Linked DNA regions of Mus musculus: all the other regions are linked to region 5. The links are chromatin contacts, called in public Hi-C and promoter capture Hi-C maps. All regions are on one chromosome and are shown on one strand. The core of a region is the stretch at or near the end of the contact, and the rest is flanking DNA. Distances in the headings are between cores, read along the strand shown. Region 1 holds the start of 2610206C17Rik (RIKEN cDNA 2610206C17 gene). Region 2 holds the start of Hdgfl3 (HDGF like 3). Region 3 holds the start of Adamtsl3 (ADAMTS-like 3). Region 4 holds the start of Sh3gl3 (SH3-domain GRB2-like 3). Region 5 holds the start of Stard5 (StAR-related lipid transfer (START) domain containing 5). Region 6 holds the start of Tm6sf1 (transmembrane 6 superfamily member 1).

Region 1 (3,484 bases), core at 394-2,893, 1.1 Mb after region 5:
TGGAGAACAGACAGGGTGGCTTCACAAAACATGGAGTTTTCTCCCACTTGCTGGTTTTGCCCTGAGAAGTACCAAAGGGTGCCAAACTTTCCACAGCCGGTTTGAAGGGATTCGGTGTAGAGATTAACAGAAATCTTAGTTCCTCATGCAAACATAGCAACTAGGAACCAGTCACAAGAACAGTGAGTCTTCCTGATTAAAGGAAGGAAGCAGAATCGTAACGTTTTCATCTCTATTTTATTACTGATTGCCTACAACTTTCTACCACGATCTACAGTATTTACTTTTCGACAGGCAACTTGGGCAACAACAGCTGCAAGAAGAAAAGTTCCCAGAGTACACTTGTTAGAAGCAAAACAAGAAACACCATCGAAACACTGGGGTGAAGGGAGGAACACAGCATTAAGAAACAATGAAATGGATGAACCACAACCATACACTATCTGTCCAAAGTTCAAAGGGCAAGGAACCTAAAGTGACACTGTTTGAAGAGATTAGTGTGTGACAAAACTAATTTTTAAAAGGCTAGAGAATGAGCAAATCCACCGAGTCTAGAATGTTTATTTACCTCAGTAAGAAACAGTAAACTGGGTTAGGCCAGATAAGAAACTCGTGAACACATACAAGTTTGAGTAATGTTCTAGTTCTGGCTCTGGAGTGAGGAGTCTGAAAGTTTATGTTTTCTCTCTTTATAGTACATTGTGTTGTGTATTCTCCCAGGACTGACCATTACTTTAAAAACTTTGTGATATAACTCATATTGTGAGTTTTGACATTAACACAGGAAAGTATGGCTGCAGTCAAAACAGCAATCAAGCCTGAAATTTTCCTATCTGTGCCTATTACCCCTCTTACATGTTTGTCTCCCCGCCCCACCCCACCCCCACCCCGAGACAGGGTTTCTCTGTGTAGCCCTGGCTGTCCTGGAACTCACTGTGTAGAACAGGCTGGAATCCGCCTGCCTCTGCCTCCCAAGTGCTGGGATTAAAGGCGTGCGCCACCACGCCCGGCTTACGTGTTTTTTAAATGTTAAAAAAAAAAAAAAAAAAAGGAAAAAGGAAAAATTAAGACAATGTCTTTTCTCCATTTAAATGTTCATGGTTTACCAAAAAATTGTCCCCGCAGGCCTGGAAATAATACATAAAACAGCAATTGCCATAAAATACTTCATAAATAATCTCAAAAGCCTACGTGGCATTTTAATTAGGAAAAGGATAAATTTCGAATATAGTTTGAAAGTGACGTTTAATTTCGGTTTTCGGAACCACTAGGTGCTGACTACCAAGCTAGTTAGCATGCACGGCTTGGAGGTGACCCCAAGGCCCCAGTTCCCACAAACGCCTGACAATTCTGGATGATGATGGCAAATCACTGAGTTCTGATAGAGTTAGATTGACTTCAGACGCCACACTCCGTGTAGCTTGTTTACGCATCCAACAGTGAGAAACTTGAAAACGCTCTCAGAGGAGCAGAGAGCTTGGAATCCCGGAGACTCCCTCTGAGCCTTCTCTAGCCTCAGCCTACCAAAGGGACGTGAGGACGCTGCCCGGCGTGCGGCAGCTGCTCCGGACTGGCCCCAGGCGCGCCCACCCCGACCCCGAGCTCAGCGCGCGCCCGGGGAGCCCGGGACCGCGCCCCACCGGGACCGCGCCCTCCGCTCGCCACTGCGAGGCCACCTGCTGCGCCGCCCGCCGCTTCCGGCTCCCAGGCCGCCCGGAGGCTGCGCCCACCGCTGCCCGCACTCCTCACCTGGCGGCGGCCCTCTCCGCCGGACGCGCTGCCGCCGCCGCCTCTCGCCGCCGCTGAGAGTGAGGACAGGTGAGGCCGCCAAACCCCCACTCGCTCCCGGCCCGCCGCCGCCGGCCCTCCGTCCGCTGTTTATTAAACTTTTCTGTTTGGCTGCTCGGCCTGTGACGCGGCCTCAAGGGAGCGCCCGCGATTGGCTCTCAACGCGCGCTGACGCGGCAGTCCCAGCCCGCTGCCTAATTATGACCGGCCCGGGCGGGGCCGCGGGCCGGAGGCGGCGTGGGGGCGGGGCCGGATCTCGGAGAGTGCTATTATTGGTCAAGGCATTTGAGGGGCGTGGCACAGAGGCGCTGCTTTTCTCTCGGCCACGCCCCTGCCTCGGCCAGGTCAGCGGGCTAGGTTAGCTTTTTGATGTTGCCTCAGGAGCAAGAGGGCTCTGGTGCAGACTTGGGGGACGGCGAGGGGATGGGGTGTCTGATGACGTAGCTCCGGGCTCTGCATCCTCCCAGGGATAGACTACCCTTGTCTAGAGCTGGTGTTCCACCTGCGTAGTTTGAGAGACGACATAGATTGAGATTCTGTTGCCCAGGCCCCTAGAAGACCAGGAGGGCCAGCCCAAAGTGCCAGGTCTGAACTCTGCCCTGTCCTGAACCACGATTTACAGAGAGCGAGACCTGAGGCGTGTGTGCTCGCTTGTGTAATACACACCTACACGCCTGGACTCGGGAAGCCCCCTGGACCTTCTCGCGGAAGCGGTAGATTCTAGTCCAGCAGCCCTGCACAGGTTGTGCGGGAGAAGTGGGGGACAGCTCTCCTGAGATTTCCCCAGCCCAAACAGGATTGCCTAGAGTCCTGTCTTTATTTGAAATTATGTTATTTTGTTAGTCTTGGGGTTGTGCCTTTTGGTGTTTTACAATGTTTATCTTTGTCACTGTGCTCTCTTTACCTATTTCCCTGAAATTTCTGCCCTATTTTTACAGTAATAGGGGCTCATGGTCACAAGGTTGAGATACGGCTAACCATGTGTGGTTTGGGCTGCTTTCTGTAATCCTGTAGAATAAGGAGGAGACAGAATAGAGGACATGGTGGAGGTCAGGTAGAATTCTTTGAAGAAAAGGTGGCATTTGAAAAATTCTTATGACTTCATGGAAAACGAAAGGAAGTGTTCCTGAAGAGGGCTTGGGAGAAACACACAATGCTCTTGTGAGGTGACAGACAAGTTTCTGGGGCAGGATATTCTAAAATAAATCACCAAAGCTAAGCCTGGCCAGCCACCGTGGCCCAGGCCTTTATACTTTCAGCATGGAGAGGCAAAGAAAAATATACCTCTGTGAGTACTAGGTCAGCCTGGTGGATATAGCAAGTTCCAGGGTGACCAGAGCTAAGTAGTGAAACCCAGGGCCAAATAAAATAAAGCTAAGCCTGCTGTTCGAAACCAGAGCAGAACAGAAGGTCCCTACCCAGGGCCTAAGGGTGTTTTTGAGGCACATTCAACCCATTCAAAATTTATATTTAAGGTTGGAGTAATGATTCAGCAGTTAAGAGCACTTACTGCTCTTGTAGTGGTCTTAGGTTGGGTTCCCAGCATCTGCGTGGTGGCTCACAACTGTCAAAACACTCATACACTTGAAAATAAATCTTTAAAGCCAGGTGTGGAGACTCACACCTTTAAACTCAATACTAGGGAGGCAGAGGCAGGTTGATCTCTGTGAGTTCAAGGCCCATCTGATCTACATAG
Region 2 (3,510 bases), core at 918-3,417, 1.7 Mb before region 5:
AAGATACTTTTCCATGGCCAGACTATGGCACAGACTGTGAGTATATACATACAACCTCACAGAGTTGTTTATTGGCTTGACAATACACACAGGGACTCCCTAGAAGACCCCTAAAATCGTCAACCTTGCCCTTCGAGTATTATTCACTATTTTGTAAGATTAAAGCAAACAAATAACAAAACAATGACAACCAGTACTTCGACGTTGAAACTCTGCCTTATTCCAGGTCTTAGAGTTTATACATGAAGAATTTATCACATCCGAGTGGAATCTGAGTAAGACTGTTTTTTTCCTCTTGATGCCTGAGGTTGTTAGTGTTGGAAGGAATCCTGGAGATGGTTATTCTAAAGTTACAGAAATGGAAGTGCAGGCAGTTAAAATGATTAGTTCCTAACAGTGCCTGACCCACTCTCCAGATCCCCTAAGTTCCTGGCCCAGTGTCCTTTCCATTTTAAAATCATGCCAAAACAAACGAGTTCAAAATGATTATGTCTATCCATTACCTCAACTACACTGATCTTCAGCCTGCCCCTCTTGATGTCACTTCCTTGTGTGAATGGGTGTACTTTCCCCTTGGTCTTGTTACCTTCACTTTATCACCACACAACACGAGTTCACGCTCCCAAGCTCCCAATTTCTGTCAGCTTCTCCCTTGACTATTTTTGTTCCTCAAGAATACCCAGCATTGTCTCCAAACTGCTTTAACTATCTTTTAACTGTATTCTTTTCAGTCAGTCAACCGCCAGCTATTAAATTTAAACAAATTGAAGGTGAAAGTGATTGTTTTTTTTTTTCAACATAAGGTGCGCACAGACGCGGTAGTGCTTCTTCCTCAGTAAGGATCGGAATAAAAATACTGAATGCTGTGTATTAAATGCAGATGCTTTCTAGAGAAAACCTAGCGACAGTCTTGCTGTTTAGGAAGAAGAGAGCTGTCGTGGGTTTGGTTCGAGGCCAAGAATAAGGTTCGGGAACCGACCTAAAACAAATATGGAGGTGAAAAGGCACAAGGAAGCTCCTTGAATTCACCAGCCAGTGACAGGCTATTTGGTGTCAGTTTCTAAGAACCAGGGCACCAGGGAGGCAATGGACAATGAGAGGGCAGGTGAGGCACAGGGGATCGCGCCCAGGAAACACTCAACAAGTCTGGAAGATGAAGGATGCTCTGAGATCGAAGATTGCTACCATGAGACTGCCGCTGGCCTCTGCACGACCATCCCCTTTCCCAGGACTGACCGTCACCGGCTCTCGCCGGCTGGGGGACAGCCTTTCGCTCTCCTACCTGCCTCGACGTTCGCCCGGATCAGGGCGTCTACTCAGGACCATGCTGGGAGCCAGCCGGCGCCTCCACCCCGGACCCGCTTCCCGGTCCCCGCCGGCTTCCATGAGGAAGGCGACGTCGGGCCTGTCCGGTCGAACCCGCCTTCGAACGTGGGCGTCAGGATGGCCGCCGAGCCGGCGAGGGCGCAGCCCGGAACCTTCGCCTCGGCCCGGAGCCCGGTGCGCAGCACAGCTCGCGGTTCAGCCCAGGCGGCGGCCAGGCGCGAGGCGGGCTCGAGCCGAGGTGATGGGGAAAGGGGGCGGGCGCGCCATCATGAAGGGAAAATGGTGGGCGGGCGGGCCCGCGCGCGCGGCCGCCGTACTCACCCGGGCGGGCCAGTGCGGGTAGCCCTTCATCTTGGCGAAGACCAGGTCTCCCGCTTTGTACTCGCGGGGCCGCGGACGCGCCATCCCGGTCGTTCTCCTGCTCGCCGGTCCTTGGCCGCCGCGAAGATGCTGGGAGGCCGCCCCTCCGCGGGACGACGGAACCGCGCCGCGCTCCCCGCGGGGCCTCGAGCCGAACGCTCGAGCGGCCGCTCCGACGAGGGAGAGCGGCGAGGCAGTGGCCGAGGCGAGCGGTGGGCGGGGGGCACCGCAGGCCCCGCAGATCCCCGCCCGGCTGCGGGGGATGGGAGCCCGCGTCCGGCCGCGCCGAGTCCCGACGCCGCCGCTACCGCCGCGCGCTGCTCACAGGAGCCGCGTCGCCAGCCTCATGCAGCCGCCGCCTCCCCGCCGAGCTTCTGGGTTCCGTGCGAGCTCCGGGCCTCGCGCCTCCTCCGAATTCCTCCTCGGGCAGCGACCGCAAACACGATCTTATTATTGTTCTCGCGCGCGCTCAGCATTCCCCCCCTCCACCCCTCGCCCGCCCCGCTTCCCTCCCCTCGCGCGCCGGCCGGTTAATTCCTAGGTGCACGGCCGGCTTTCTCGGAGAAACCGCGCGCGCCGCCTGGCTTGCTCCGCGGGCTGCTGGTGGGCGCGTCCTCCCGCAGCAGCGAAGCCGGTGCCCCGCGGGTGGGAGCGCCTACTCCAAAGACGCCCGCCGCCTGCTCTCTTTTGTTCTTGGCCGGGAGCTGCCTGGTGAAGCCCAGCCAATCACCACCCGGCCGCCCCTCTTTCCCCTCCTGCTCGCGCCCACCCCCTGCGGACTGCACCCCCTTTCTGACTGCCCCCTACCCGTGGGCCACTTCCTCGGGTGCTCTCTGGTGAGTTGGGGGAGAGGGGGGACAAAGGCTTCCCAGGCATGGGGGATAGCTGCGCAGGGGACTCGCTGCCTGGTCAGTAGGTACCTGGAAAGAACAAGGGCAAGGTTCTTGCCCCAGGTCTGCCTTAATGATGCAGTGTGACCCACCTAGGGCAAGCGACTTCACTGGAGTCAAGGCCAGTCCTCACCGACAGGATGGCACAGTCGGGCTTTGAACATGGATCTATATGGTTCAGTGCCCATAGCCTAAGTTATGCTTCTCTGTGTGGGGCCTTCATGGGCCAATAATTTTGGGGCAAAGGACTTACCCTGACAAGTCAAATCAGTTGTTTTCAATTCTGGTAACATACTGGAGAGCAGCTTCTAGAGATTTCTTTATACAGGTTAGTAAGTCTACGACAAACGTGTGCATTCACCATTGTTTTATTTGGATTTCAGCTGACTGCTTTCAAAAAGACATTTTGGGAGTGAGAATCTTTATAGCATTCTCCTTTGTGAGAGGTAAATAAAATAATTCACTCTTTTCTGCATCTGCTCGATGAATGGATGAATGCGCCCTGTGGAAGATCCCTGTGATCTTGCCTTCTTTAAAAGGTCCTCTGGTGCTGCACCTAGTTGGGAAGACAGCTCTCCTTTGTGAATTGCCCTCTTTGCCATTTCTCCCCTCTGTAGAAAGTGGGTTTTCCAAGCATCTGCCCCACTCACTTGTGCTTGAGAGCTGTGCTTACCGCAGCCTCTCCGTGATGGGTTTCCAGTGGCCGGCTGTAGAGTCTGGAGACATTCCGAGGAGCGTTTACTTTGTTCACAGTACTTGGCTGTTTCTTTTTTTGCATCTCTTAATTCTCCAGCACCCACCCCTCACCTTCCCTATAGGCTCACCTTGTCCTCTCTTGCGCTGCAAAATTAGTCTAGGTTTTTTCCCCCGGCTGTGATAGCCCGAGAACGAGCTTGTCACGTCTACAAGTCATATCACACACATCCTAGGTGCC
Region 3 (3,669 bases), core at 850-3,349, 1.3 Mb before region 5:
AAACCTCAAACCCCCTTCCAGTGACGCTGTTCCTCCAACATGGCCGCCTCTCCTCGTCCTCAAACAGTTTACCAACTGAGGACTAGGGATTCAACATGACCGTATGGCAACATTCTCGTTCAAAGTACCACATGGTGTGTTCTGAAGTGTTAGCATGGCTGTTTCTCTCCTAATGCACTGATGTAGACACACACACCACGGATCCTTCTCATCTGTCATATCATCATATAATCATCACCTGTCACCATACCATCAAAGCACAGGACGCTTTCGAAGTCATCTGAAGGCCAGTGAACATTTGGAGTCAGTTAGTGCCCACACTCACTGCTAAGGTCCCACAAGACTTCCTTGCTCTTCTTGGGTCTGTTCAGTTCTTATTCGGTAAACCATTATCCTAAATGTCCTCTATGCAACATTTTGTTGTTGATTACATTGTTTGAGGCAACCCTTGAGCACAGTGCTGGCTCTGTCTCCCCAAGGACCAAGAGGCTGGGATGTGTATGTGAACAGCTAGAGAGCAGTCCCTTGTTAGGAGAGTTGACAGGTGCTGGTGCCAGGAGCTCAGGGAGAATGAATGAACATGTGTTAGACAAGGTGCTTTTACACGGAAAGGCATACAAAATAAGGCAGTGTGCCAAGTGGCTGTCAAAACATAACCAGAGGCTCATGGGAACCTAATCCTGCATAATCCCCATCAGAGTAATAGCCCAGTATCCATATGTGTATTATCTGCCCCACTTTCCAGAGCTAAACTAGGGTGAACAGAGAGACTCAGTGGTCTGCAGGTGAGCTAGTCATGGTCTAGCTCTGTCCTCCCTTCTTGGTTCCTCCTGAATCTCTTCCCATGCACCACCTGCTCATTTTCCATAGGTTTCCAGCCGTTTCCCTCTCTGGAGTGGAGAGACAGTCTTGACAAGGCCCTTTTCCTGGTCAGAGGAGGCCATCTGATCAGGGAAGGAGAGAATAGGAAAACACGTGGGGGGAACTCTTGGCAATGCCATAAAAGAATCTGGAACATACCAGCCTTCAGTTCACTAGGCAAGAGAGCAACTTTGGATGCAAATGTTTCAGACTCTAGCGAGAAATAGGTACCTAGGAACCAGTTCCAGACCTGGCCTCTCTGATCATCATGAAAAGCTACTCCCCGAGGACTTAAGATAACTCTAGGAACGACTGCTTTTGGGAAGGCTGGCTACACATACCACTTGACAAAGTGGCATCACTCAAGGGAGCAGCAATACGGGAGGCACAATGGTGCCTTAAATGGAACACCTGGCCCTTGACTCCTATTGCTGAGATGAAGCCAAGCCCCCATGTCTCTTCCATGGCTTTTCTTTCCTTCAGAAGTGCTCAAGGTGCCCTCAACCCTCCTCCATTCATGACTGGGACACCTCTCTTCCAAACCTCTAGGCCCCGGGGCTGTAGCTGTATTTATTTCCTGACAGGTCTGGACTTCTGTGGGACCCAAACCTGTTTCCTACCAGGGACTCTAGGTCTCAGGTTTAGGTGTCCCTGCTGGGTCATCCATGGTCCCCAATTATACCAAGACCGCAGGGGCTGTTTGAATGGGTGATGGTCAAGCTCCTAAGGCTACCAGCAGGAGTGGGTAGACTCTGGGCAGCCTCTGCAGGGTATTACTTAACAGCTGAGGTCCCCGGGGTCTGGCGGTGGTGCTGGGAGAGGGTGGCATCCTCGCACTGGTCTGGCTGGCCTGGCTGGCCCGTGGCGCAGCGGACGCCTCCCCAGAGCGCGCTGCCGCCGGCGGCAGCCGGAGCTCCTGGCACCAGGCCTGGCTGCAGGCCCAGGGCAAGGAGTGGCTTCCAGGAAGCGGGCGGAGAAGCGTTCCAGCGGAGTCTCGCCGTGGCCGCGGCGGCCCCGAGCGCTCCGAGCCGCCTGGCTGCGGCTCGGTGGCCCGCTTGTCCCCGCGTTCCCAGCGCCCCTGGGTTAGGGCAGAGGACGCAGGGCGGGAGGGACTGACGGTACCCTAGACGCGGCGCGCACTTGCGGGACGGGCGGCGCAGGTGGCGGCGCGCGCCCTCCGCCCCTGGGTCGGGGCCAGCACTGCGCTCCGCGCGCCCGGAGGGGCGGGACAGGCGGGGCGGCCGCGTCCCAGCCCCATTTAACTTTGGCGGCGGCGCGAGCTGGAGGCCGGCGTCGGGGACCGTCGGGATCCCGCGCTCCGCACGAGGTGTCGCCGAGTCGGCGCTGCTCGCCACTGTCTCGCAGCGCGCATCCCTCCTTGCACCGTCAGACGCTGCTGCGACTCCGGATTGGAAACACCCGCGGGGGATCCAGGGATTCATCTCTCTGAGGATGGTAAGGTGGAGCAAGTTGATGGGAACGCTACTGGAAAATAAGGTCTTGGTTGAGCACTGCCCTATGGGGCTTAGACAGCTCCAGGCAGGCGCGCTACAGGATCCGGGAATGTTGGACAGAACCTTTCCTGGTCCTCTGCGAGCGAGGGGTGCTCTGGATGATGGGGGATACCCTGCGGGGTCAGCGGACTACGGGCTGATCTTAGCTTGCAGTGTTTGAAGGTCCGGAGGTTTGGCTACTGAGTGAGGTTCGCATGCTTGAAGCGCAGAGAAACGAGAGGAGACGCACGCCAGGGAAAGGAGGCGTGAGGGTGGCGGGCGCTGAAGTGTGCGAGCCAGCGGAGAGGGGCGCGTGGTCCTGGGGCCCAGCCCTGGCCGCCTCCCTTCGTCCCAGAGTCGCCGCCTCAGGTCGGAAACAGCAGCACATTTGCGGATCGCATTAAGCCAGGCCTTAATGCTTTCTCCAGATGGAGAGAAGCCACCGACCCGCCCCCGGACACCGACACCGCCAAGGCGCCCGCGAGGCGAAGCGGGAGTCGAGTGTGACCTCGGCTTTTCCAGTCTCCGCTCAAACTGAGTTCCCTGTAAACTGACAGGAAAACACATTGGGGAAAACGGTCCTCGTAGCCCTCCTGGGCTTACTTCTTCCTCACCTTTAAGAGATTACACTCCGCAAGACTGTGGCCCCCAGAATTCTCTTAAAGGCAGGTCTGGAAGCAGAAGGCATTCTATCATCTAGTGAGAAATTCCTCTAACTATCCAATCTGCGTTCCTATCCTAGACTCTGTTTAGCTGTGTGCCCTTAGGCAGGGTTCTTCCCTCTCTGGTCTAGTTTAATTGGCTTCAGACTCATTTTTGCCTCAAGGAATTAAAGCTGGCAGGTGCCCTAACTCTTGGCTTTAGGCTGGTCCTCCCCACAACCCCCAGCCCCCCCCCCGCCCCCAAAAGCCACACTCTGGTGCTGACAAACAGGCTAGGAGGTGTCTGGGGCAGGGTTGTCCCTACTGCTGGAGCACTGGAGGGATGGGTGAATTGCTGACTGGAGGCAGTCTCCGTTCCCCTTTTTGATCTTGGGGGACTCATCCTAAAGGGAGCCCCATATTGCCTTCATTCTGCAGCAGACAATCCCATCCTGGGCCAACACAAACGTTTCTAAGACACTGCTTGGGCTTCAGGGTCCCTGCCTTCTGATTGGCTCCTTAGCTTACAGATTCTGCCTCTGGAGCCAGAGCTAGTTGCAAACGAGGCATTTTCTTTTTGTCTTTTCTTTCGTAGGCTGTGAGGGAGACTCCTATGATATTGGACCCCATGGCTTCCTGGACAGGATCCTGGTGGCTGCTGACACGAATGATCT
Region 4 (3,666 bases), core at 285-2,784, 1.5 Mb before region 5:
ATTTGCCCCACTCCCCATGGTGGAAAGGTCCATTCAAATTGGGATTTACCCCTCAAATCAGAACAAACCCAAATGAAATCTGCACAAACCTAATAGATCTACCAGCCATGGAAGAATGCCAGTCACCAACTTCAAAAAGAACCTGACTCCTCAAGGGGGCACGGGTTGAGGCTGTGCCGTTTAAACTTCTATTGGGCACAGAGGTCAGCAGCTGAACATCTCCTACCCAGCCACAGACTAGTCCAGGACAAGGGAGACCATCTTCCCCTAAACCTTTAGTGGGGATGGGATAGCAGAGGAGACTGGGCATTTTGCTGTGGTCACCACTGTCACACCACCTACCTCTGTCTGGTGTCAGTAAGCCCTTGGCTAACTAGGACAAAGAGTGTTGAGTCACATTTAGTAACCTTGTCCCACCACTCATGCTTGTTAAGATGGCCACATCTTCTCCCATATCAGAGGCAGGGCACTGTTGACACCACACTTTCCTAGTCATTGTGAGCAAACCTAGGCATAGAGAGCTGTAGGTGTTCACCCTGTCACACTAGGGTGAAGCTCTGAGGAGTCAGGCAGGCCTGGGAGGCAGGCGCTGAGGCTTCTGGAGACATGCCAGAGCCAAATAGAAGCCCGGATACAGGTGTGAACTGCAAGTGCTCAGGACGACAGGAGTGTTGATGATCCCAGACCCGGTGACGCCGGGAAGCGTCCACAGAATGTCATTTCTTTTAGGTAGAGACTGAAAGTTGCACAGTGTTCGTGTCGGTGTGAAGCATTGCTGAAATGGATTGAAGACATTAGGAGCCACGGGGCCTTTGAAAGGTCAGATTCAGGGAAAATAGTAGACGTGTTGGTGGCACACGAATTAATGCAAAGCTCCTTTTCTGTGACTGGGTTCTGTTCAGTGAGGACCTCTAGACCCCGTGGAAAGGATCTTGTATAAAGGACTCTCCTGGAGACCAGTCTGAACAATTCTCTGGTAAGTAGTGGAACGGAAGGTCCTGTTTTTGGTATGTTGTAGACTGGCTCTTGGTGTGCCTGGTAAGAAGAGGCTCAGCTCACATAACTCTCTCCCAGGGAGCCCCAAACCGCTCCGGCAGACTGGCTAAGAACACAAGTAACTTCTCACAAGCAGGTTTCTCCGTCTAACTACAGTTCCCGGTTCCTCTAGTGTTTCTTCTCTCCTTGAGAACACATCCCAGCGTCCCTTCCTCACAACACACGTCTATCTAAAGCTCTCAGGGATGGGGTTTGGGGAGGGGAGATCTTGCTACCAGTGAGTAAAACCAGGTTTTCCACCAAGTCCCTGAAGAGCAGAGAGACCTCGCGTCCAGAACAATCACAGAGCCAGCTGTATCCCAAGTCTTCCGAAAGAAGTCCTGAGAGGCTCTCCTTATCCCAGGGACATCCCACGGCCAGCCCTTCCACTGGTCCTCTTCTTGGCTCAAGAGCTCCTGGTCGCCACGCAACAATGAAGCGTGGGCGGTCCTAGAAGCTTCATTTGCATGCTGCCGAGGCTCGACCAATGGGCTGCGTTGGGGCCTCGAAACACGGTGTTGCTATCTGCGCGAGCGCCTGTGCCAGTGTGACAGCGCCGTGGCCGTGGCCGTGGCCGTGGGGCGCGCGGGGACCGCCCGGGGTGCCCGCTCCGCTCAGCGTCCGGGCCGCGTGGCCCGGCGGAGCCCCGAGACCACCCCCGGGCGGGGCGCCGCCGCGATGTCGGTGGCTGGGCTCAAGAAGCAGTTCCACAAAGCCAGCCAGGTAGGGAGGCGCGCGCGAGGGGTTTCTGGAGGCGGCGTCCCCAAGGGGTTGCGGGCCATGGACTCGGGGTCTTCATCGGCTTCCTTCGGACTGGGTTTCTGGTCGGCTAGGAGGGCGCGGGGGGCGAGTAGCGGTCGCGCGCTCTGGGCTGCGCGTGTTGGTGCCTCCTCCCCCGAGTCTCGGGTCTCCCGCTGCGCCCTGGCGGTTGTAAATCTGAGCAGTTCGGCTGGCAAGGGATCGGAGGTGGTGGGCTTGGGGATGTGCGCCCGGAGGAGAGCTTTTGGGACCAAGACCGTGGTAGGCCTCCCTCCTGCCCCGGAATCTCTCGTCTGTCCGTTGGGACCCCCACCCCCACCCCCCGCACCCAGGACGCTCTTCTTGCGCCCTGGCTGGGACCCGGCAGTCTCTGTTTTGGCTTTCCAGGGGTTGGGGCTCATCGCTGTGGTCCTTCCCTTGCCGGCCGTCTTCACTGGGTTGGTTCGAGGTTGGCACCAGGCTCCTGCTCTCTCAAAGAGACAGTGTGATGAGGAGACCCAAAACACACACGTAAACAAACCGAGCTAGACACGCCTCCGCGGAAGAGGATGGCAGGTGATTCAGTGGGGGCTTCATGGGAAGCTTCCAGGAGGTGAAGACAGGGCATTTGGGGATTAAGCTTGAGAAAGGATTGTGTCTATGGATTGTTATAGGAAAAGGAGGGCTTTCTGAGCAGAGGAATCTGGAAACAGGGACACAGGAAAGTGTGTGTGTGTGTGTGTCACAAGCAAATTTGCTTTCTAACACTATACTCTTCACCAATGGTAGAGCCTATGTTGTAAAACCTGTTCACCAGCACCTGCGGAATTGTTGCCCTGCCCTCATTTCTTTCCCAGCCTCAGTTTTGCTGAAACCCAGGTGGACTTCATTGCATCTTAAGTCCACGTCGGTGGCGATGTCCCACTCAGGCTTTTCCTTCATATCGATCTTGAGATTGCAGCTGGCCTTAGAAAAATCTTTTTTTTTTTTCTATTCCAGGCGGAAAGACACTGCTAGTCCCTAAGTCACAGCTGGTCCACAAGGAAGCTAAGTGATGGCTGTTCTCAGCAGGGGACATAGGGCAGACAGTGATGCTATTCAGGATGTTAGAAATCCTGGAGGAGAAATCCTGAAATGCTGGGTGAGAGCAGAGATGGTGGATTCGTTGTTGTTTCTATAGTACTTACAAAAGTCTGTGGGATATTTCAGTTGTTACTGGCCTTTGGGCCATTGGCATATCTTATTCTGGAGTGTCTAAGTGATTTTGGGGAAATTCCAATTAAAATGAACATTTTAAAAAGGGAGAGCTGAGGCTAGTGGAGTCGCACACAGTAGTATATAAAGAGAGACTCTAGGGGGTGCTACACTCACCACAGGCACTGGCCACATTTGGACAGTGTTTTAGCCCAGTGCTTGATGAGTAGTGAGCACTTTATAAATGTATGTGTAATAAATGGACAATAGTGGGTTCAGAAGCAATAACTGCTATCACAAGATCATGGGAGGGGGCAGTCGAGTCATACAGAGGGTGGGTAAGCTGTCAGCTTCTACTTCTTTGGTAATGCTAGAGCAGCCAGGAGACCCAGAGTCTCTGTGGGCAAGGCCATGCTAGAGTAACTGCTGGACATGATTGTTACATTGTCGTGCTTAGCCCTAGCAGAAAATGAGGCGCTTGCTCTCTCTCTTTCTCCCCCCCCCTTCTTGGATATGGACTTTATAGGAGCAGCCTTGTGATCACACAGACTGAGTCCTTAGGCGCTTCAGGATGGCTTCTGACCATGGAGCAGAGTGGGTGGTTGAAATCATTGGACTTTACTGGATTTGGGGAAGTATACTGTGTCAGGAGGCTTGGTTCTATTCTTTACAATCAATCAAATCAAACTAGCAGGAGGC
Region 5 (3,340 bases), core at 533-3,032:
CTCTCAGCTGTGTTACATGAGTTTGATGGGAACATCATAACCCACATAATGGGTATCTTAATGCATTGGCAAATAAGTTAGTTTCCATTACAAGGGCAATTGTCCGTGCTTCTGTGTAAGTAAGATTGTTGTGTTGAAGAGAAAGTTAATATGTACCTGTCAATATGTAACTGTTCATGTGTATCACTGCTTGGTTTGGGTGAGAGCATGCAAGCTCTCACCCAGTATAGAAAAACCCTTTCTCGGTACTGTGAGTAAAGCAGGTACTAACAAATCTTGTCCTGTTTGTCCACTAAACAGGTCCCCTTGTTTGATCTGTAATTCCCTACAACCAGGGTTCTGCATCTTTTTGTATCATGGTCATTTATTTTGCCACAAAGCATCTCTCCATGTATGATGCTTTCTTTTTTTGCTTAAGTTTTCTTAACAGTTCTTAACAATTTAAAGCCTTGTTTAAAGAGCCAAACAGTTGACTTTTAGTCAAACCATATCTCAACGTTATCTCGGATTATCATTTATGATTCTACTCACCTTTAAAGTACGGCAGAGTGAACCATCTATTTTATGACTCTCAGAAGAATTCACATGCTCTTCTTCATGGACTCTTCACAGTAGCCCAGGGAGATACATGTTATTATAACATTTCACGTCTGTGAAAATCTCAAAGATGTTTAGAGTCCTGCCCAAACCTACATAGTCAATATTGGGACTGGAGCTCCAGGTGCCCAATTGCTTTCCCAGCCAGCCAGCCCCTCTTTTCTTCCAAAGGGGACTTTCAAGTCACATCCTTCCTTGTCTTTGGAGGAAATAATGGAGAGGTTACAAACAATCAGTTGGAAATAGGCTTGAAGAGGAGAGAACCTGGGCTGCTCTTACAGAGGGGATACCAGTCCACACTCTCCCACGGGCCTGGTTGCCTCTGTGTTCAGAAGTTGCCAATAGTCTGCTTATTTATTTGCCTATTTAATGATGCTGGGATAGGGCACATGCTGGGTGAGCATGCTACTATTGCACTATGTCACTAGCCCTCTTTCTACTTCTTTTATTTTGAGCTGCTGGCCTCATTAAATTTCCCAGGCAGACCTTTAATGAGTGGTCTTCCTGCTTCCATGTCCAGAATCTGGATTATATCTCTCAAGGGAAAGCTGAGGTCTCCACCTGGCGTCAATGCATAGTGCTGTCTGCTGGATATGTATATCTATCAAGAGCTCCCTGGGTGTCTAGAACTAAATAGATCTGACATTGGTTTCAGCTTCTTCCTCCACCCATTCGAAGTTGTCTCTTCCTTTACTCAGAAAAGGCATTTAGCTACTCAAGGGGGAAAAATAAAATAAAATAAAATTGGGAATCGCTTCGGTTTCTGTTATCAGAAGCAGACATTCCTGTGCAGGCCTCCTGAACTGACACTGGTGTGTACCCCTCCTGCCTACCTCCACCTCCGGCCGGCTCCTCCACATTCTCCGGGCCACCCTGCAGAATCCCACTACGAAGTTGTTTGCACGGTTTCACTGGGGGCCGAAAGCACCTCAGCACCAAGGGGTAAACATCCAAACTCCTTAAGCTAGCTGGTTCCTGCCTCTGCCCAAAGCCTGCAGTGGCGGAGAAGGAGCTGCCTGAGACCCGCCCAGAGATGACGCTTACTGCGCAGGGCGGGCCAATATCAAGAAAGGACGGAATTGTCTGAGAGCGAAAACCAATTCAGAAAGAGAGGCGGAGCTCGGGGCGGGGCTCCAGGCTCCGCCCAAGGCCCAGCTTTCCTCCCAGCAGAACCTGTGTGGCACAGCTGGGAGCCTGCACGTTGGCGGAATGGACCCGTCCTGGGCCACGCAAGAGAGTGAGGCGGTGGCAGAGAAGGTGCTCCGGTACCGGCGGGACGCGTCGGGCTGGAAGAAGTGTCGGGAAGGCGTGAGTGAGGGACTGGGCGGGAAAAGGGGTCTGGAGACTGCTCGCAGGGTTTGGAGTCCTCCAAACTCCTAGGCTTCTCCTCTCCCCGAGATTATCCGCACCCTGGACCCCAGAGGTGGGTTGAGAAACTGATTCCACTGCGGGTTGATGCTCTCTGGGACTCCTGGAGGTCTCTGCCCCTTTCATTTCGAAACCCACTCAAGGTCATCTGACTGCTAGGAGGTTAGGATTGGATCTGAAACTCCAAGTACCAAGTCTTTCCTCCGTTCATTGTTGCACAATCCCTCTCCCAGGGAGTGACAGGGAAATAGTTTCCTTCCTTGGCGCTTCTGATTTAAAAAAAAAAAAAAAAAAAAAAAAGCCTTAAATTGCTTGAGAAAACAAAAAGTTCTTGGTGGCATTAAGGCGACTGGAGAGACTCCCACAGCTCCAGGAATCAGCCAGCCAGGATCGCTCTGCTCATCGCCTGCAGTAGGGGGCAGTTACCCCAACTGTGCCAGGAACAGGTTGGGTGACCTTGGGGAATCAAGTCTTGAGATCTCCTCTCCAAGACTTCCTCTAGCTCTAAAATTCTACAATCCTATGCCTTTTGACAGAATGGAGTTTCAATTTCCTGGAGGCCATCTGAGGAGTTTCCAGGGAATCTGTAAGTGCGCACTTTTAACAAAGTCTGTCAGAACCTTACTCCCGTCCTGGTGTCTCTGGGGTTGCATCATGAAAGATACCAATCCGCCCCAGCCTTCTGTGATCACTAGTTACCTTCCAGAAAAGCATTAGCTTGTGTTTTGAATCGTTTCTAGCAAGCTGTGTTCTGTGAGGACTTTGTACCTGTTTGTTTATGCAGGCTAGAGGGGAGATGGGCTAGCATATTTTAGGCCGTTTTCTGTCAGCAAGTCCTAGAACCAGAACAAAAATGTAATAGACCTGAGATAAAATCCTAAGATAAACAAGTTTAATTGACTCGGTGGATCAAATTCCTCTCCATTCTAGGTACCGAGGAGAAGGGATTCTGTGTGGGACACCAGAAGAGGTGTGGGATTGCATAAAGCCAGTTGCTTCGGGCCTCCGGGAGAAGTGGGATGATAATGTGAGCAGCTTTGAAATTGTCCAGAGCATCACGGATGTAAGTGTCTCTGGCTGTGTTATCTGTAGTGTCTTGTCTTGCTGCAACACCCCGACCCCACCTCTCTGAAGAGGGATCTATAACATCTGTAGGCAAGAGGAGTGCCATGCAGACGAGTCCAGCCTTGTCCCTGGCAGGAAACAATGTGTCTCTGAGAGACTAAGAAACCCTCAGCAGAATCTACAGACTATAGCTGAGGAATTGCAGGGCAAGGCTTGGCCTCCCCAGACAAAGAGGCAGGCCTGGATTTACACCAACAGATCTAGTTTGAAGCATTGTCTCTTAACAGAGCCACTTTGGTCCTTTGCCCAC
Region 6 (3,486 bases), core at 293-2,792, 1.8 Mb before region 5:
GCAGTTGTGCATACCACAGGCTTTTAAGATGCTTCCCTCACCAGGTCGGACCTTAGAAGTAGCTTCCTGCACTTGAGGTTTTCTGAGAGGAGCCTGATCACCTCTCTGTCCCTCAACACCTCAGTTTCCATCCGGAGCGGGTGACGCGGAGCTCAGGATGTGGCATACTCTGTGGCATTTCCCGGTACCTTTTTGTTAGTTGAGACAGAATCTCATATATCCCAGGTCGGCCTCAGACTTGCTGGGTAGCTAAGGATGACCTTGAACCAGGGACTCCCTCTGCCTCCATCTCTTAGTGCTGGGATTTCAGATGAGCCCCCATCAAAGTCAGTTCATGAAGTGCACGAGGACAGAGCCTTAAGATTTGTGCACACAAAGCAAGCACGATCAACTACACCCCCAGCCTCTATTAAGTTATTTCCATAAATATGATTCTGAATTTTAAAAAAGCCCAAGCATGGATGAGAAGGAATAGAAATGATATGCAGCAAGTGTCTAGGTAGACAAGAAAGATTCAGAGCAGCCCGAGAGACTCAGGATACACGCAGACGGCTAAAGCAGCTCGGTGTGGGATGTGGAGGAGGTTGGACTGGCTGGGAAACTGGCCTAGGAGATGGCCTGGAGGAGAGAAGGCGCTTTGGGGAATGAAGGAGGTGGTAAAGGCAAGGAGCGATCATGGAAGATCGTGAGCGATGTCCAGGTTCCCACTGAGACTTCTGGGAGAAGCTTTGCGAGATGCTGCCGTTTGGACAGTCTTTACCCTTTTGTGCCCATTGTTGGCTGAGTTTTCAAGAAAAGGGAGGGCAGATAGTAGGAGAGCTGGCTTTGGAACAACCGACTGTCCTGGTGCAGGTTCATTTTCCTCACATTGAAAATGAGCCAAATGACCTGTAAGCCTCTGACCTAAAGACAGGAAGGCGCGCACTCTGCTGCCCCCACTGTTGCTCCGGAGCCCACTTCTTTTCCCTTCCCTGGGGCCATACCAACAGGACTCAGGCCCAGGGGGCTTCCTGAGCACACCCTGCTCAAGCAGCTCTTTGGGCGGCACTCTCATGCTCTACACCCAGACGTCTGGGAATATTCCACGAAGAGCCCTAATCTTCAGGACCTGCCAGGCTAGCCGGTGGTAACCTGGCCTCCAAAAACACTCCAGGCAAGGAATGAACGCTGCCTCAGTGTCTTACATCAGGGCATTCCTCTGAGGGTCAGTTCTGCTACAAAAAAAGAAAGGGAGCAGGAGACAGACCAGTGTGCTGAGCAGTGCAGGGCAAGCACTCCACGCTTGTTAACTCGGTCGATTTCCACAATCATACGAGGGAGCAGGTTATTCCCATTTCACAGAGAAATGATACAGAATGTTTCAGTAACTTGATCAAGGTCAAGGGGCGGTGAGTGAGCAACCAAGGTGGAAAACAAATATTTCCACTTGGCACTGGAACATTGGTTGCGGACGTTGATGGCAGCTGTGTGTAGGGAAGGGGTGCGCGCGGGGGGTGGGGTGGGAGGGCGGCACAGTGTTGTTCCAGGAGCATCTGTCCCCACAGGTCTCTGAGCCGATCTCGCGGGCCTGCGGGCTCTGACACCCTCAGATCTGGCTCCACCCTCTGCTGGCCCTTGGCTCAGCCCAGCTCCGTTCCAGCTCGAGGATGCCCAGCTCCCATCTGTGACCCGCGTCCTTCGCCGGGCCCTTCCTTTTCCCATTAAAGCAAGCGTCCTGGGGCGCTTGTCTCCTCGCGGTGGCTGCTGAGCCCTTGCGTTCGTTAGCAGGAGCCTGGTGGGGACGCCTCTGGGGATCGTACAGCGGCCCTAGAGCACCCGGGTGGTGCCTCTCTCTGTGCGCGCCGGGCAGCTACGGGCGACGGGGACGCGCAGAGGAGACGCGGCCGGGGGCCGCCTGGAAGGGCAGCGGCGAGGGGCGCGGCGCCGCCGGAAGCTGAGCCAGGGGACCCCCGGCGCGATGCGGTGAAAGAAGAGCGACCCGGAGGTGGCAATGAGTGCCTCTGCGGCCACGGGGGTTTTTGTGCTGTCCCTCTCAGCCATCCCGGTCACCTACATCTTCAACCACCTGGCGGCCCAGCACGAGTGAGTGAGCGCGCGCGGGGTAGACAAGAGCCCGCAACTTTTCCGCGGGTTTGGGACCGCGGCTTTGGGACTGGGTAGCTTCCAGAAACGCCACGCCCGCAGCATGAGGGAGGCACCAGGGTCACCCGGCCCTAGGTCCTCAAACTGGGCTAGGGCAGTTCAAGGTCTGAGAGCTGGGCGCCTGCTCTTTGCCAGTACTGGGTGGGTAGCTGATATTACCAAGGTCAATACCGAAATGCCCCTGCCTCCGAGGCTCTCAGACACTAGAGGGGTGCAGAGCAACACGGAAGGCACGAACCGCCTTATTTGAAAGGAACGCTTTCCTTGTATGGACTTTCACATACTTACCATTTTATAATTTTAGAAACTGTTGTGAGCGGCTAACAGAAATAACCATGGTTTTCTGAGCCTTTGCTACTAACAGGGTGACCTGGCTTTAGTGTTCTGGTCTGTCTTTGCACCTCAAGGATCTTGTGGGAACTTTGTGCAAGGGCGCTGTGAAAGGGATAGAGGTTCGATGCTGGCCAGGAGCAAAGGTTCAGTGATCAGTTTAATGCTAAGGAACCGACGAATTCTGTAAGGGCTCTGGGTCCCAGTCTTGGCTTTCACTTCTCTAAAGGGATCACTGACTGACGAGCCCCCATGGGCAGCCGAAGGCCTGGGTGGTCAGTGGAAAGGCGCCAGCGGTGGCCCTGCTGAAGTTGATTGTGGGCTGCTGGAGGAGGAAGTAACTGGCTGTGCTTTTCATAGCAGTTGGTGCTAAGGAAATTGCATCAATCTATACCCTGCAGCCCGTGCCAGACCTCCAGACTGCTAGCGGAGTATGCACACAGTCAATGGTTTTCTCTCACTGCTGAGGTCACCTCATCCAGACGGCATGAGTGAGCACTGCGACGCTCCCTTAGACACAGGCTGCCCCTGTGCTTGGCCTTTGGTGCATCTCCTGAAGCAGCAGCTCCGAGCAGTCAGATGTTTTGTGCCTGTCAACAGAGCACAGGGACCTAGGCTCCTAAAGTAATACCATTCATTGAACACCTCTGTGCTTGGAGCCCTCGCTGAACAGGCCATGTCCTTGCTGAGGAGTCATGCATTAAAACAGACACCATCAGATATATAGAGTAGCATGCTATGAAGACAACAGAGCAGGGCATAGGGAAGGGGGTGAGCGTGGTAGGGGAAGGAAGTGGATGTGATGGACAGGCATTTGCAGGAAGAGCAATTTAGGAAGGGCTGCTGCTGGTGGTGAGGATTTGATGACATATTACTGTGTGTTACTGATCAGTGCTGAGCCCTGGTGTGGACTCGTTCCAGCCACACACACATACACACACACACACACACACACACACACACACACACACACCCTCCTGCACGGTTGGACCTGCAGGCTAAATGCCAGCAGCC

What was found. Promoter capture Hi-C pulls out the DNA fragments that hold promoters and counts their contacts. Hi-C and Micro-C count contacts between places; a contact is called where the count stands out from the background. Capture Hi-C pulls out chosen DNA fragments and counts their contacts.
Region 1: a Hi-C map of liver shows a contact between it and region 5, with 3 times the contacts expected there. The contact joins the promoter of 2610206C17Rik here to the promoter of Stard5 in region 5. A contact is called at or near these places in 2 of 39 promoter capture datasets (both in liver), 1 of 484 Hi-C or Micro-C datasets (liver), 1 of 115 datasets of contacts at active chromatin or transcription factors (extraembryonic endoderm stem cells) and 1 of 9 other capture datasets (adipose tissue).
Region 2: a contact with region 5 is called in a promoter capture Hi-C map of adipose tissue, with 2.7 times the contacts expected there. The contact joins the promoter of Hdgfl3 here to the promoter of Stard5 in region 5. A contact is called at or near these places in 1 of 39 promoter capture datasets (embryonic stem cells) and 2 of 9 other capture datasets (adipose tissue and liver).
Region 3: a promoter capture Hi-C map of embryonic stem cells shows a contact between it and region 5, with 4 times the contacts expected there. The contact joins the promoter of Adamtsl3 here to the promoter of Stard5 in region 5. A contact is called at or near these places in 2 of 39 promoter capture datasets (the 3T3-L1 cell line and embryonic stem cells) and 1 of 9 other capture datasets (embryonic stem cells).
Region 4: a contact with region 5 is called in a promoter capture Hi-C map of embryonic stem cells, with 4 times the contacts expected there. The contact joins the promoter of Sh3gl3 here to the promoter of Stard5 in region 5. A contact is called at or near these places in 3 of 39 promoter capture datasets (the 3T3-L1 cell line, embryonic stem cells and hippocampal neurons).
Region 6: a promoter capture Hi-C map of neutrophils shows a contact between it and region 5, with 3 times the contacts expected there. The contact joins the promoter of Tm6sf1 here to the promoter of Stard5 in region 5. A contact is called at or near these places in 5 of 39 promoter capture datasets (the C10 cell line, hippocampal neurons, liver and 2 more) and 1 of 9 other capture datasets (adipose tissue).

The regions. Positions count from the first base shown.
Region 1 is chr7:84,687,997-84,691,480 of GRCm38.p6, forward strand. It overlaps 2610206C17Rik (RIKEN cDNA 2610206C17 gene), which reads left to right and starts at 1,644. Exons shown (of 5, transcript NR_038175.1): 1 at 1,644-1,818. It overlaps Zfand6 (zinc finger, AN1-type domain 6), which reads right to left and starts at 1,961. Exons shown (of 7, transcript NM_001360578.1): 1 at 1,750-1,961.
Region 2 is chr7:81,932,292-81,935,801 of GRCm38.p6, forward strand. Hdgfl3 (HDGF like 3) reads right to left here and starts at 2,168. Exons shown (of 6, transcript NM_013886.4): 1 at 1,648-2,168. The coding sequence starts at 1,731.
Region 3 is chr7:82,333,595-82,337,263 of GRCm38.p6, forward strand. It overlaps Adamtsl3 (ADAMTS-like 3), which reads left to right and starts at 2,100. Exons shown (of 30, transcript NM_001190374.1): 1 at 2,100-2,316; 2 at 3,591-3,669. The coding sequence starts at 2,314.
Region 4 is chr7:82,173,262-82,176,927 of GRCm38.p6, forward strand. It overlaps Sh3gl3 (SH3-domain GRB2-like 3), which reads left to right and starts at 1,535. Exons shown (of 9, transcript NM_017400.7): 1 at 1,535-1,758. The coding sequence starts at 1,714.
Region 5 is chr7:83,630,235-83,633,574 of GRCm38.p6, forward strand. It overlaps Stard5 (StAR-related lipid transfer (START) domain containing 5), which reads left to right and starts at 1,783. Exons shown (of 6, transcript NM_023377.4): 1 at 1,783-1,905; 2 at 2,502-2,551; 3 at 2,896-3,028. The coding sequence starts at 1,807. Gm16638 (predicted gene, 16638) reads right to left here and starts at 1,607. Exons shown (of 4, transcript NR_166697.1): 1 at 532-1,607.
Region 6 is chr7:81,857,459-81,860,944 of GRCm38.p6, forward strand. Tm6sf1 (transmembrane 6 superfamily member 1) reads left to right here and starts at 1,543. Exons shown (of 10, transcript NM_145375.4): 1 at 1,543-2,082. The coding sequence starts at 1,991.